Regions from separate parts of the Mus musculus genome. Here region 2 is linked to region 1. Evidence: chromatin contacts called from public Hi-C data. All regions are on one chromosome and are shown on one strand. The core of a region is the stretch at or near the end of the contact, and the rest is flanking DNA. Distances in the headings are between cores, read along the strand shown.

Evidence for each region. A called contact is a pair of places that touch in the nucleus more often than the background predicts.
Region 2: a Hi-C map of cerebellum shows a contact between it and region 1, with 1.8 times the contacts expected there. The contact joins two enhancer-like sites.

Annotation. Positions count from the first base shown.
Region 1 is chr6:107,061,567-107,064,846 of GRCm38.p6, forward strand. No RefSeq gene overlaps it. Among named protein-coding and RNA genes, the nearest start is that of Gm22418, 62 kb to the left of the region's middle. Within about 2 kb of position 1,500, at least 4 of the 459 cell types and tissues checked have an H3K27ac peak or open chromatin away from gene starts, as enhancers often do. A contact at or near this core is called in cerebellum, where this site is marked.
Region 2 is chr6:107,443,246-107,446,581 of GRCm38.p6, forward strand. No RefSeq gene overlaps it. Among named protein-coding and RNA genes, the nearest start is that of Lrrn1, 85 kb to the right of the region's middle. Within about 2 kb of position 1,331, at least 6 of the 459 cell types and tissues checked have an H3K27ac peak or open chromatin away from gene starts, as enhancers often do. A contact at or near this core is called in cerebellum, where this site is marked.

The sequences.
Region 1 (3,280 bases), core at 250-2,749:
TCTATCTCAGCCGTTACATTATATCCACATGCCTGCATACTATCTGTAGTATGTCAAGACCTGGATAGATATACTGAATAAATAATTCATGACGAGAATCCCCGCTGTTTATAACCTCACAGAGAGAACAGACTTGAGAAGTGACTTTCAAGAAAGCTGAGAAGGTGTATTTCCCAGCTAATCTCATAAGTGCCAAGGTAGCAATAAAAATTCTAAACACCAACTCTCTCAGTTACTCTGCACCTACTGTGCTAAAATACCACCACCATAAGCAACTTACAAAAGGAAGAGCTTATTTGGGCTTACAGTTCTGTGCAGATGATCATGTTGGGAAGGCACAACAGGAAGTGGCAGGTGAGGAGCAGGAAGCTGAGAGCTCATAACACCTACAACCACAAAGCAGAGAGAGTGAACTGGAAGTGATAGGAGGCTATATCTCAAGGCTCATCCCTCTGTGACATACTTTGTCCAGCAAGGTCTCCAAGCATCACCCCCAAGTAAGTGACTAGGTGTACAAATACCTGAACCTACAGAAAAGATTTGCCATTCAAATTACCTCAGCAATAGTTACTAACATTTTCAAAAATGCCAACTATAGCTCCAAAATCTGCTGGGAGTCTGATATTCACAGATGCAGAGGCAACCATGACCTTCCTCTCAAAATTCCTTACCCAATGCTTGTATTTGCTACTAATATTTACATGAATCCCGCTGTGTCCTTTTTTAAGATAGTAAGCAGCAGAGCATCAAAGTGTACACCTACACTCCCAGACTTAGAAGGATGAGGCAGGAGAACTTTAAGTTCAAGGCTGGCATGGGCACACTTGGTGAAACAGACATCTGGCAGAACAAGAAGGCCTGACCTTACACTGTCATTCACTTACAGCTCTCTGTGGTTCTATTCTATGGTCACTGGGTCAACTTTATACTGAGGGCATCACATTCAGCAGTGGGAAACACATTACAAAAGCAAACCCTAATAAAACATTCCATATCCTGATCAAACACTTTTCCCTAAGGTACTCTTCCATCAAGTTAGTGACAACTTCAGGGCTCAAATCTATGATCTTATCAGGTCAAGAATTACCTTAGATACGGTCACAGTATGATATAGCTTCTCCTTCTAGGACCAATCAGTGGCCAGTTATTTCTGTGAAGATTATATTAATATTTGTGTCTCAAGAAACTCTCAGCTCCCTAAATCAACAGTAACTGTATCACACAGTAGGCTTTCATAAGGTAAGATGTAGGCTCTTGGGTAAGCCTGTTTTGTTTTTTTTTTTTTTTCTTAAGAATGCAATAAAATAGAAATAGTTCTCTGCTTTTCAAATTTGCTTTCTGATCATTGTCAGCAAGAGTGGAAGTGGTATCGGAAGAGATTTTTTTTGTTACATCATCTCTGGCCTTTATCCAATGACCTTATTTCTTCCCCTCTGCTCAGGAGAACATATTGTACAAGGTCAGCAAGATGGATCTGGAGCCCCAGTTTTATGTCTTCCCTTGCCAAAATATCACTTCTGCTCAGGGGCACACACCTGCTCCCTCCTTCTTTGCCAGCTCTGTTAGGTGAGCTAAATTACAATTTCTCTTCTTTCGAGGGTGTGTGGGATGCAAGCCTCTAGCTTCTTATGCTCGAGTCTACTCTTTATAGAGCAGCATTTGATATATTATTGAAGGCACAGCACAACATCGAGTGCAACAAGTCCTGCCCCCATTATAATTCTAGAAATTTGTCTTTCTGATCCTGTACCCAACCTGACCCCAACACCTAAGCCAATACAGCATTTCTTCCCATCACTTCCTTTTATCCAAAGCGGCGCCAACATCTTTCTTTGTCATTGCTTTGTATCTCAGCACCCATACTCATGTTTCCTAGCTGCTTTCTCTTGAGTCTAAATGATCTGTGCAAGCAAGTGGTGACTAAGAGCTTTTTGTTTTACTCCTTCACACCTGACTGTAATTATCTGCAATTGTTACAGTAGCCAGAATGCAAATCACACCTGTTTCTCAGTGTAATGTGAATACATGCTCCAGTCCCCACCTATGCTTGTCTTGCCCCTTTCTATTCTTACCTTCGATGCTCTAAACAGTTCACTATGCTTCAGCCACCAGAGCCTCTGGGATTCCTGTAGGAATGTCCATCCTACCCAATTGAGAGCTCTGACACATAGTGAGCTCTTGGTCACGGACACCTTTCAGATCCCCAGTCCTTAAGTGCTTAATTCCTTCACTTCAGTTATCTTCTTTCCTATCACTAATAAATATCAGACTCCAACCTTGAATCTAGGTTCTTTGCCACTAATGCTGGCCCCACCACACTTTTATTTCCCTCACAGAGAAAAACAAGACCTTGAGAAGACAGACTAACCTAAGATGTTCAGAGGCCCCCATGAAAAGGACAAAAGGAACTTTAGTTCTGTGTCCCTGTCCAGGAACAGACTTGGCCAGGTCTGTGTGATGCTGGGGCAGATGCCTTGTAGGAGTCAAGGTTGTAGTTTCTGGGGACATTGCTCTTCCCCTTGGGCTGTGGTTATCAGTCCTAAAGAGGCTGTGTCTGAGGTATCCTGTGTCCTCTTTGCCAACATTGTCTGACTTAGCTCTCTGGTGACTTTGGCAGTTGTCCCCTGAGCACCATCCCTGCAAGTAGTATATAAGATGCTGTGATTCTTTTTTTTTTAATTAGGTATTTTCTTCATTTACATTTCCAATGCTATCTCAAAAGTCCCCCATGCCCCCCCCCACTCCCCTACCCATGCACTCCCTCTTCTTGGTCCTAGCATTCCCCTGTACTGAGGCATATAAAGTTTGCAAGACCAATGGGCCTCTCTTTCCACTGATGGCCAACTAGGCCATCTTCTGATACATATGCAGCTAGAGACATGAGCTCCTGGGAGTACTGGTTAGTTCATATTGTTGTTCTACCTATAGGGTTGCAGATCTCTTTAGCTCCTTGGGTACTCTCTCTAGCTCCTCCATTGGGGGCCCTGTGATCCATCCAATAGCTGACTGTGATCATCTACTTCTGTGTTTGCTAGGCCCCAATGCTGTGATTCTTAATAGTCTTGCTTGGCATAGCCATCAGCTATGTTAGAGTTCCTGGTCCCAGTTATTGCTTTTGTCATTTTTCATTCATGTGACAGACACTTTGATGTTTAGCACCCTTATTCTGCTGATTCAGGATATGGACATGATGGGGGAAATGCTTGGAACAGAAGCTTAGCTCAACATCTGGGTGACTGTTCTAGTCCTGGCTTTCCCCCAGGGATCTGCTTTTATCTCC
Region 2 (3,336 bases), core at 81-2,580, 380 kb after region 1:
GAGGAGGAGAAGGAGGAAGAGGAGGAGAAGGAGGAAGAGGAGGAGAAGGAGGAAGAGGAGGTAGCGGAGGAGGAGGAGAAGGAAGAGGAGGAGGAGACTCTGGCCATGAGCACATAAAGGGAGAGGGGGAAGGGAAATGGGGAGAGATGGGGAAGGGGCGAGTGGACAGAGGAAGAGCAAGAAGGCAAGAGAGCCTGAAGGGAGCATGTAGCCCCTTTCATAGTGACCCAGGCACCCCTAGATGTTGCCAGGTAACTGTGGGGCAGAGCCTAGACAAAAATGCTAACAAAGTTAACTTATGTGAACCTCAGTAGCCTCACCTATAAAACAGGTACAATAATTCTTACCTCACAGGGGCTACTGAAAAACTGAACACAATGAATGAAAAATCATCCCCAAATCTAGCTAGTATAGAATGTTATTCACATATATTTCTTTCTTGTAGACTACACTCTAAGCCATAGGTACTTGATTCACTTCACAAACTCAAAGGAACCTAAGAGTTTGTGAACGTATTTACCCAGCCCACTGTCATCACTAGCCAGTCCTTCTATAGCTTGAGCTGTGCACAGTGCAAATGCCCAAGCCAATTTGAGAGATGGCTACCTGGACATCTTGAAAGTTATGATGTTCCTCGTTCCGTGTGTTGGGGTACGTAAGTGATCAGTTAATGGAAAACAGTGGTCAAATTGGGAACTACTTTTAAAAGATTCATATGTAATGAATTTTATTATAATGAAATATATGAATGAAACTAACACCAAAGTCTTTAGTAAAGGCAGAGGAATGAAGCATTTTTTGAGCTAATACCCCTTCCCATCCTACCTTCACACTGAGACTGAAGCGCATGCATGTGTGTACCCCTGAGCAATAACGTAAGTCCTGATGCCAAAGCTTTGATGTATGGTTGACAAGGTGGTACAGGAATCGGCATTTACTTTACATAAACAATTCAGATTATAACTGGCTCTGAGTCACAGGTTTAACTGCTTTAAAGCAGCAGTCCTCTATGGACCTGAATGTAGACTCTGCCTCATTTTGTAGTTTCCTCTATCCCAAGGATGGTGGAGTTACCTTATCCAAAGCAAGTGAAAAGTCACTTTTTAGCAGCTCAGACTTGCCATCTCTAAAGCATTCACAGAACCAACAGCTCTTTTTTCTGCACTTGCATCAAATCTGTGTGGGAAACATTTCATTGAAATCTGTAATGTCCTAGCAAATGGAGTGGGCAGTGACACAACTGAATCTTGGCAAACCCCTTGTACTGGTCCAAACAGAAAGGCCAGGATGAGACAGAAAGCTGGCTGCTGCGCTGGAGCAGGTGGCGTTCTTTGAGCATTAGGCAATGTGCTTTGCAGGGGTGCAGGAAGCACTGCTGAATCCCCTGGTGGACAGGAGACCCTAAGGTTTCTGATGCAGCAGTCTGTCTACGAAAAAAAAAATATGTTCAACTATTTGTTTGTGCCCACAGAACTAGGATGGAGTAGGTGAAGCCTGACTGAGCAGAGCTGAAGCATTAGAGGCTGCAGGCAGAGGCAATGCTAAGGGCTTTGGAGCTCTTTCTGAGTTCTATGGTAGGACATAATTTCTGTCATCTGCTCTTTGAAGACTGGGAGACTCATCTGATGATGAAACATCTCTCTGTCCCAACCTAGGAGGAAAGACATGTCCTCAAAGGATCGTGAAAATTATCGGACCATATGTACAGCAGACAGCTAAGCTCTTCCCTCAATGAGTAAAGGGTCACCTGGCATCCCTGAAGGAAGTCTTCTGGCTTAGGCCACTGTGCTCATTCCCTGTTTAGAACCAAACTAGATTCTCAGACAGCATTCTTCAGTCAACATGAGTCAGCAAGAGCAAGAACAAGACCAGAAAAGTACCTAACAGCTATAAAATTCTTCCTTCAAACAGGGAACTGAGTTCTGGTAGAGATAGTTATATTTAAGCTTAACAGTACTCCAGGAAGATAGTGTTTAACCTGACCTCACAAATAAGAACACTGTATGTTCATGAACATAGAGCCATCAAAAGAGTAGAACTTGAATCTGAAGTCAAGTCCATCATATGGTAAAGTTGTTTACAGCAGGCAGTACAAAGAAAGGCAGGAGGGAGTTTTCTTCCTCTTGGGAGCGTGACTTTTAATAACTGTAATTATTTAAGCAAAAGCCTTAAGGACATCAGCTTCCACTCAGCAACAAAGAACAATCAAAAAGACCTTAGATTGTCTCAGACCAAACAAGCGTCATCATTGCCATTATCTGGAATAATATGTACGATGACATCACAATGGGAGATGAAAACATTAGGAAAAGCACAAGTCCTAATGAGTGTGTAAGTAACCAATGTTAGCTCTACAAGTGAGACTTCCTATCTATTGTTTCATATTTCAATAGCTGCTTAAGAAAATAATCTATCATGCTGAAATGTTGCTTATACAAAAGGCCAAACTTTGAGAAGTATTCAGGAGCTCATATATCTTCCCCCATTATGATCAGCAAGTGCATTCTTTTCATTGCACCATACCAGTAGGTTAGAATGCTTTTGATAATACCTGGGTCTTTTGAATGAAAATTTACTTATGTGTAATCTTCCTTTCTTCAACATTTTACTGATAGTGGGTGGGATGGATGGATTATTTTAACTGTTAACATGAAGAATCTAGAATCATGTAGAAGATGTGCCTCTGGGCGAATTGTCTTGGTGATATTAATTCATGTAAGACAATTCGCTCACCGAGTATAGCTCAAATCCTGAATTGTATGACTATAGAAAGGGAGCAGTATACATCATTCATTTCTTGTTTCACCTGACTGTAGATGGAACGTGGCCAGCTGCTTCACACGCCTGTTTTGATGGTCTATAACCTAGAATAGTAAGCTAACATAAACCCTTTGGTCTTTAAGTTATGGTAGTCAGAGCATTTTATCACAGCAACAGAGAAAGAAACTAAGACTCTGAGGCTCAAACTAACAAAGAGAAAGCTGGCTCAAGGTCACAAAGCTATTTATAAATATTTGAATGAGTTGGTTTCCATAAATATTCACTTGCTTAGAATAAAACAAAACAGCAGCAGAAGGAAACTGTGACCCAAGCTTAATATTTTATGTTGATATTTTTCAAAATTCTTCTAAGTACTAAAGATATGACCTTAAAACTGTAGAAATGGAAGGCTCAATTCATTGAGTCATTAAACACTTATGGGTTGAATACCCTGTGTAATCTCTCACCATTCCAATATATACTGATTACTTGGAATCAAGTCAAGGTCTCTAAGCCAGGTCCACGGGTACTATACAGGTTATCTCCTTACCAATCAGAAATCAGGAACTTTATTTA